2 separate regions of the Mus musculus genome follow, and region 1 is linked to region 2. A link is a contact called in public promoter capture Hi-C data. All regions are on one chromosome and are shown on one strand. Each heading gives the region's core, a stretch centred on a gene start, on an enhancer-like site or on the middle of the called end of the contact. The rest is flanking DNA. Distances are from core to core; before and after follow the strand shown. Region 1 overlaps Gm12974 (predicted gene 12974). Region 2 holds the start of Gpatch3 (G patch domain containing 3).

The links. Promoter capture Hi-C pulls out the DNA fragments that hold promoters and counts their contacts.
Region 1: a promoter capture Hi-C map of embryonic stem cells shows a contact between it and region 2, with 6 times the contacts expected there. The contact joins the enhancer-like site here to the promoter of Gpatch3 in region 2. A contact is called at or near these places in 27 of 39 promoter capture datasets (the 3T3-L1 cell line, 3T3-L1-derived adipocytes, the C10 cell line and 17 more), 2 of 15 datasets of contacts at CTCF or cohesin (the NIH/3T3 cell line and large pre-B cells), 44 of 484 Hi-C or Micro-C datasets (the AML12 cell line, B cells, the C2C12 cell line and 32 more), 38 of 115 datasets of contacts at active chromatin or transcription factors (the 230-238 cell line, the HPC-7 cell line, the NIH/3T3 cell line and 23 more) and 4 of 9 other capture datasets (adipose tissue, liver, macrophages and 1 more).

What each region holds. Positions count from the first base shown.
Region 1 is chr4:133,818,363-133,822,802 of GRCm38.p6, reverse strand. Gm12974 (predicted gene 12974) reads right to left here. Exons shown (of 3, transcript NR_168140.1): 3 at 1,037-1,206. Among named protein-coding and RNA genes, the nearest start is that of Gm12974, 4.1 kb to the right of the region's middle. Within about 2 kb of position 1,747, at least 91 of the 459 cell types and tissues checked have an H3K27ac peak or open chromatin away from gene starts, as enhancers often do. A contact at or near this core is called in B cells, CD8 T cells, the CH12 cell line and 19 more, where this site is marked.
Region 2 is chr4:133,572,623-133,576,877 of GRCm38.p6, reverse strand. Gpatch3 (G patch domain containing 3) reads right to left here and starts at 2,133. Exons shown (of 7, transcript NM_172876.2): 1 at 1,668-2,133. The coding sequence starts at 2,118.

The DNA of each region.
Region 1 (4,440 bases), core at 498-2,997, 250 kb before region 2:
CACTAGAGCTAGATGCAGGAAATGGGTGAAGACTCAGTTTACTAATTTTGTAGTTGGGCCTAGGCCACAATCAGAGCAACTCTTTCATAAACTGAACCCTGCTGGCTTCTAAGCACTATTCCAGAAATGTGGTAGAACGCACTGGTGCAGGAGCATGGGGCAGGATTCTGCGTCAGCTAACTACAGTTCTTCTTCTTCTTCTTCTTCTTCCTTTTTTTTTTTTTTTTTTTTTTTTTGGTTTTTCGAGACAGGGTTTCTCTGTATAGCCCTGGCTGTCCTAGAACTCACTCTGTAGACCAGGCTGGCCTTGAACTTAGAAATCCACCTGCCTCTGCCTCCCGAGTGCTGGGATTAAAGGCGTGCGCCACCACTGCCTGTCCTAATTACAGTTCTATCTATAGTTAGTTTTATCTAACTACTCTATCCGTGCACCTGCAGTGACCAGGAATTTTCACACACACACACACACACACACACACACACACACACACACACACACACACACCTGTATGATGCTACGACTTACAGAAGGAGAAACAGGCTGCCCTGCCTGCCTTCTGACTGCCTTAGGGGCAGGCTGGGTGGTGGAATGCTCTGATAAGGTCATTCCTGTGATAAGAGTGAGTTCTTCCTCTCTTCCCTTTCATCCTCCCTAGGGGGAATTCAGGGGTAGAGTCTCTTTCTTCTTCTTCTTCCCCCACTCCCCTTCTTCCTCCACCTCCTTTTCTTTGAGTCACAGTTTCTTTATACTGTCCTGACTGCCCTGGAACTTGATATTTAGAGCAGGCTGGTCTCAAACTTACATAGACCCACCTGCCTCTGCCTCCTGAGTGCGGGAATTAAAGGTGTGCGCCACCTCTACCCTACACAGTGCCTCATTTTTGCTGAGCATACATGACCACTGAACTCTGCTTCCAGCTGATGTGATATAAATACTCATGTAGTTTGAATGCCAATGTTTATACCAAAGTTGAGTGTTTCCTGTGCCAACTGTGTGTGCTCGGATTCTCTAACTCTTACCACATGACTTCTTGGGTTTGTTTTTTTTTAAGATTTATTTATTATTATTATATCTAAGTACACTGTAGCTGTCTTCAGATGCACCAGAAGATGGCATCAGATCCCATTACAGATGGCTGTGAGCCATCATGTGGTTGCTGGGATTTGAACTCAGGACCTTTGGAAGAGCAGTCGGTGCTCTTAAATCTAAAAATAAAAATAAAGGAATAAATTTTTAGCACATTTTCAATCCCAGCACTCAGGAGGCAGAAACAGGTGTACTCCCTAACCAGGCCAGACTAGATTGGTCTACAGAGTGAGTTCCAGGACCAGGGCTACACAGAGAAACCCTGCTTTGAAAAAAATCAAAATAACAAAGCAAAGCAAAACAAACAACAGCTTGGTACATTGTTACCCAAGGGAAGGTAGGAAGAAAAACTTGGTGCTAAGGAAATCTAAAAGGAAGAAATAAGACACTGGCGGGACTCGAGGTTCAGACAGGATTTGACTGGAGGCAAACAGAGCACGGGAATGGAGCACACCTAAGAAAGTCAGCAGGGGAATGGAAAAGGATTCGGAGGCAGAGACAGAGCAGCATGTTCTGAGAACAACTCGTCTTGCCAAATTTGAATATGTACTAATGAGCAGTTCAAAATAGGGATTGGTGCAGCCAGATTATATAAGGTTTAAGAAGTCAGGCAGAGGAACTCAACCTGCCCGAGGTGGGAAAACAGGAAGTAAGTCAAGCCACTGAGCAGACTCCAAGTGGCAGCAGGGGCGGACTGTGCAGCATAATGGAGAGGGAAACCTGCCGCTTGCTTTTGGCTGAACTCTCCAGAGGGGAAAGGCCAGCCTCTGAGGGTCTGTGGAAGGCTGCCTGAGGTCTGGCTTCCCATGCGACACCAATGCCACCTTCCCCAGCCTCACACAAGTCCTCTGTGCCTCTTCCCACTGAAGTCAGCAAGAAGGTTCCCAGGGTGGCTGAGCATGGTTTAGAGCCACGCTTGCCTCTAAGCTAGGAACCCGTGTGAGACTCAGGAAACCCTGGCTCTTCTAAATCCTGAGCACAGTATTGGTCTGGAAATTCCCCATGGTTCAGGAAGCAGTGCAACCACACTGAACACTTTCTGAATGTGTTCTTCCCAATTCTTCTGGTAACCTGACTTGTAAACTACGATCCTTTAGGAAGCCACTGACGGACAGCACTGGCTAATGCTACATACCTGACGAGGTAAACCTCTCCTTATTTTTCTGAGAGCTGCAAGACAGGACATTTCAGAAGCCAACGCTGGAGCCAGAGAGCCAGGCTCCTGGGTGATTGAAGGCTTTCTGGTTTCAAATTAGACAGAAAACCAAATTAGCAAATTAATTGTTGGATATGTTTCCTGGGCTTTCCATCAGCTGCTGCAGGACCAGTAGCCAATGAAAGACCGGTTCTGGCTGCCCCAGAGAGGGGGCAGGGTTCAGAATCCGGTTCTGCCAGCCTCCAAGTGTCAGACATGTTAATTTTAAATTACTTTTGTACAGCCTGGTGTCAAAATGATTAAAGCATGAAGAAAAAAAAAACAGGAAGGAGAGCGAAGTGAGGTGGTTTACCTTGCTTCAGCAGCAGGGACCCTCAGAGCCCCATTTCAGGGGTTTCTTTCTCTAAGATAACCAGGACTAAGTTAATGCCGTTTTAGTGAACAGCTAAAATGGATGAAGGGAGGTGTGTGGTAGTCACTATTTCTGTAAAGCAGTCTACATCACAGACATGAACATGCTGTCATGCCCTATGAATCCACATTCTGATCAGAATACGCTAAGTATATTCTATATTTAAAATATCAAATAACGTCAAGATAGAACTTTGCTTGCCTAGCTAGCATTTAAAGGCATTGGGTTTTGATTTTTAAGTATTGGAGGAAAGAAATAGTGTATCAAATAATCCCCACACAACGATGGTATGCCATAATGGCTGCTATTGCTCCTACTTACAGATGGGAGAACTGGGGCTTCTTGAATCAGTAGACTTGGCTCTGAGCATGGCAGTACATGCCTGATCCTAGCATTTGGAAAGTGTGGGCAGGAGGGTCAAGAGTTCAGCTACATAGCAGGCTTGAGGCTAGAAGGGGCTACATGAAACCCTTTCTCATAAAGAGAGATGCAGAGATGGCTCAGCAGTCGAGAACACTTGCTGCTCTTTCTTTGTTTGTTTGTTTGGTTGGTTTTTTTGAGACAGGGTTTCTCTGTGTAGTCCTGGCTGTCCTGGAACTCACTCTGTAGATCAGGCTGACCTCGAACTCAGAAATCTGCCTGCCTCTGCCTCCCAAGTGCTGGGATTGAAGGCGTGCGCCACCACCGCCTGGGCCTTGCTGCTCTTTCAAAGCACAACATAGACCACAGCTTTCAGCTCCAGGAGATCCAGATCCGATGCTCTCTTAAGACCTTAAAGACTCAGCTGGGCGTGGCGTGGTGGCGCACGCCTTTAATCCCAGCACTCGGGAGGCAGAGGCAGGCGGATTTCTGAGTTCCAGGCCAACCTGGTCTACAGAGTGAGTTCTAGGACAGCCAGGGCTACACCGAGAAACCCTGTCTCGAAAAACCAAAAAAAAAAAAAAAAAAAAGAGACCTTAAGACTCTGCAAGCATCTTCATGCAAGTACACACTCACAATAATAATAATAATAATATAGATTTAAATGTAAAACATGTGCCTCATTGTGTATTCCTGGCTCACTGTATAAATCACACTAGCTTCAAACTTTCATAGATCTACCTGCCTCTGCTTCCTGAGTGATGAAATTAAGCCAGGTGTTGTCCACACTTGGCAATATCTGGGGTTTCGTGTGGGTTGTGAAAATGAAGCACACGTCCTTGTGCTTGAGAACCCAGACTCTTTAGTAACTGTGTTCTCTCTCCATCCATGCTCTACAAATGTTAGGTGCACAAGAATATCCTAAGTAAAAGCCACCATTCAGAACATTGTTGCTAATGTCAATAAAATGATGTAGAGAGAAGACACCTCAGGACTATCTGGATCCAATTTTAACATCTTAAAAGTTCTTTATTGCCGGGCGTGATAACACACGCCTTTAATCCCAGCACTTGGGAGGCAGAGGCAGGCAGATTTCTGAGTTCCAGGCCAGCCTGGTCTACAGAGTGAGTTCCAGGACAGCCAGGGCTACAGAGAAACCCTGTCTTGAAAAACCAAAAAACAAAACAAAGCAAAACAAAAAAGTTCTTTATTGAGACCATCTATACTCTCATTTGTTTGCTTGTTTTTACTATGTATTATTTTATATTACATTTTAAAATATTTTGTATTATAAAAATACTATTATTTAATGTACATGCATGAGTACCTGCACATAGGTATGTGAATCAGGTTCATGACTGGTGTCCAAAGAGGACCAGGACTGGATGCCCTGGAACTGAAGTTACAAGTGGTTGTGAGCCACCA
Region 2 (4,255 bases), core at 884-3,383:
TGAGCTGCCATGTGGTTGCTGGGAATTGAACCTGGGTCCTATGGAAGAGCTGCCAGTGCTCAGCCATCTCTCCAGCCCTGATTTTTTTTATTACAGTTTCTTTCTTTCTTTTTTTTTAATAAAAGGTTTTATTTATTTATAAGTACACTGTAGCTGTCTTCAGATCTCATTACAGATGGTTGTGAGCCACCATGTGGTTGCTGGGATTTGAACTCTGGACCTTGAGCAGTCAGTGCTCTTACCTGCTGAGCTATCGCACCAGCCCCCTACGTTTTGTTTCTTTACTGCGGTGTGCACATTACAGTGCACCTATGGAGGCCAGGATATAGCTTGCTGGAGTTGCTTTTCTCCTCCCACTATGTGGGTCCTGAGATCCAAGTCAGGTCTTCAGAGCGGGTAGCAAGATAAGCAATCTTTCTTGGTAGCAAAGGATTGTTTTGAGAAGTCCATAAGAAAATGATGGGCTGATCAAATATGGTGGCATACACTTATAATCCCAGCATGGGAGGCACAGGCAGGAGCCCAAGGTTACTTCTTTTGTTTATTTATTTTTGAGGCAGACCCTGTCTGGTCTGAAACTAGACATGTAAACCAGGCTGGCCTTGAATATAGAAATTTGATTGCTTTTCCTGGGATTAAAGGGGTTCACTACCACACCTGGCTCAAGGTCATTGGAACTTTCATAGAGTTTGAGGCCAGCATAGATTACATGAGAGAGACACACACATAGAGAGGCAGCTCATGCTGTATGTCTTGATAAGACATTGCTCCTAAAGATTCTGCTTAAACCATAGCCGGCATATGCACTCGAGTGTGTGTGCACACGCGCACACGCACACACGCACACACACACACCTCTTTCTATGAAACTGTTTAACTTTGAGCTGATACCAGTTTTTCATTTTTGTTTTGTATGTTATTTTTTTAACTTTTGAGACAGGGTCAGAGCTAGATAGTCTTGGCTGTCCTGGAACTCACTTTGTAGACCAAGCCAGGCTAGAACTACAGAGATCCATCTGCCTCTACTTCCCAGGCACTAGAACTAAAGGCATATATACCACCACTATTGCTAATGACTCTTTAGGATGAACTGTTTCAAAATAATTTATTTAAACCTCTCCATCTGGCATTTTAAAACACCTGGCTTCCTTTTCCCCAATGGACACACTTGTGCCCAGCCCCTCTCTGCTGCCCCCAGCTCTTTCCTCTGCAGAGCCTGTCTTCCAGTCGCTAGGTTAGATTAGAAGAAACCAAGTTTCCTTTGTGCATTTCAAGATATGGTTCCTCTGTGTAGCACTGGCTGTCCTGGAATTCGCTCGCTCAGAGATCCTCCTGCCTCTGCCGCCTGAGAGCTGGGATCAAAGGCGTGCCTTAGCGCACCGGGCTCCAAATATCCTTTTTAAGAAATCATGTCAGTACAAAAATCACCACCCTTAGGGAAATGGTCCTTAAGAGGGGATACATTTGAAACTTATCTATACAGATCTCAGTTGTTTTGTCTGTTTTGCCTTGTAAGTCCTTGAGTAAAAACATGCAGATTGGGCTGAAAACTTGTAGCTTTGTCCAGAACTAACTTAAGCTCTAAACAGTGATAACCTATCTTAACCACCCAGGCAATGCGCCTCTTTTCCAAGGGCCGTGCGTCCGGTCCATTCTCTCCCCCTTACCTGAAACCTCGGTGGGAAGCCTAAGCCTGCGGATGAGACAGCGACCGGGAAGCCAGGTCCCCTGAGAGTCCAGCCACCGGCGACCGGAGTACATGCGAAGCAGCCGCTGGGCTTGCGCCGCTCCCCTCACCGAGACGACGCAGCAGCAGGTGCGGGTCTGGGCTGCCGCAGAGCCCCGGGCGCGGACAGCGCGGGCATCGGAGGCCGGAGCCTGGGCGAGAACCGGATCCTCAGCGGCGGGGTCCGGGCCAGCCCGGGCCGCCTCGGGACTCGCCTGCGGAGGGCCCCTCTCGGGCCGGTGCCGGTAGTGGAAGCACAGGAAGCCTCCGCCGCGCTGTTCCCGGAACTGGCTAAAGTAGCTCCGTAACTGAGCCGAGCGTAACACGGCAGGGATCCCGCTCACCACCAGGTAAACCGGCGACTCTTCGTCCAGCTCCCTGGGCGACGCCATCTTGGCCTGTCACATGATTGCTTGGCGTCCACTCTCGCGAGAGCACCACGTCTCGGATGCTGGAGTTTGGTCAATGTGGCATCGGTGACCGTTTGGTACTTGAAGTTTCGTTTTAATTGCTCTTGGGCCGAATCTGTGTTTCCAGCTCCACAGAAGATGGAAAACTCGTGCGATGGGCTGGGCTGTAGCTCAGTGATAGCTGGTCCAGCGTGTGAGAGGCTCTAAGGAGGAACCAGTGTAGAGCACCGGGATGCTGAGCGGGAGGTGGCGGAGGTCTGATGCAAAACTGGACTCTACAGTACCAACCCAGCCGGGCGTGGTGCCTCACGCCTTTAAACCCGGCACTTGAGAGTTAGAGGCAAGCAGGTGTGCGTGAGTTCAAGACCAGCCTGGTCAACATAGTGACTGAGACGGGGCTATGTCGAGAGAGCCTTTCTCAGGGCGCGGGACGGGGGAGATGAAGAGATGCCCCGGCAATTAAGAGCTTTCGCTGCTCTTACAGAATACTTGGATTGGATTCCCAGCACCCACGTACGAGGGAACTCTCCCATACGTAACTCGTTTCATGAGATTGGACACCCTCTTCTGACCTCTAGAGGCACATACGTGTTGCACATACATACATGCAGGCAAAATTCTCATGCACATAAAATTATCTGTAACAAACCGGGCGGTGGTGGCTCACGCCTTTAATCCCAGCACTCAGGAGACAGAGGCAGGCGGATTTCTGAGTTCGAGGCCAGCCTGGTCTACAGAGTGAGTTCCAGGACAGCCAGGGCTACACAGAGAAGTCTCGAGGGAAAAAAAAATTTTTTTTGGTTTGGTTTGGTTTTTTTGTTTGTTTGTTTTAGATTTATTTATTTATTATATGTAAGTACACTGTAGCTGTCTTCAGACACACCAGAAGAGGGCATCAGATCTCATTACGGATGGTTGCAAAGCAGTTGTTGGGATTTGAACTCCCGACCTTCAGAAGAGCAGTTGGTACTCTTAACCGCTGAGCCATCTCTCCAGCCCTCAAAAAGATTTTTTTTTAAATGTACAAATACATGCATAGACATCGAAAACTATTCCCAGAGATCATAGGCGAAAACCATATTGCCAGCTTCGGACGACCTCCGTACAAGGCGTTGAGTCCCTCACAAACAAACAGTATAGCTCTTGTGATTGTGTGCAGTGTTCAGGAAGGCCAGAGGAGGGCGTTGGAGCCTCTGGATCCATTTTTTTTTTATAAAGATTTATTTATTTACTATATGTAAGTACACTGTAGCTGTCTTCAGACACTCCAGAAGAGGGCATCAGATCTCATTACGGGTGGTTGTGAGCCACCATGTGGTTGCTGGGATTTGAACTTTGGACCTTCGGAAGAGCAGTCGGGTGCTCTTACCCACTGAGCCATCTCACCAGCCCTGGATCCATTTTTAAATTCATAGCGAGTGCAACTCTGCCCAAAAGTAGGCCCTTCAATTTCCTGTCATGGAGGAGGGGGAAGGCTCATGAGATCGCACCCCTCTCTAAGAATTTTTATACAGTTGATGGTTGATGGTGGGTGTAGGTGTTTCTGCTCAGATGAAAGGGTAATCCTAGAACTCAAGGGGAATGGTACCCAGTGGAAGGGCATCCTGGGGCATGGGAGCCCAGGGACCTTACGGCTCTGAGAGGAAGTCTCTTCCTCAGCAGAAGCATTGCAGCTCCGAGGGAAGGGGATCCCCAACTGAACTCAGGCGCTCAGGAGCCTCAGCCCCAGTCCACATCTTTACTTTTTGTCTTCATGGCTTCTTGCGACGAGAGAGTCACACCAGGCACCAAATCTCATGAAAGAGATGTATTGGAGGGTCCAGCATGTGGAGGGCTGAATCCAGAAATGGCTGCCCTCTGCTCCTGGGCGAGGACTGGACAAAGGGCAGAGCTTATATGGGCTTGCTTAGTGGAGGTGCTTTAGCAGGGCAGAGATTTCCAGATGTAGGATTGGTGGAATTTTAAGTCCTGAGCTTGGGGCGCTCAGAGATTGGTGGCTTTTCTCACCCCTTTTCCCTGCATCGGGTCCATGGATTAAGGTGGGAAGTCCTTCCCAGCCACAGCTGGCTTTGGCTGAGGCGCCATCTCTGAGGAGGCTGGAGTGGAGTTGTGGCCACCG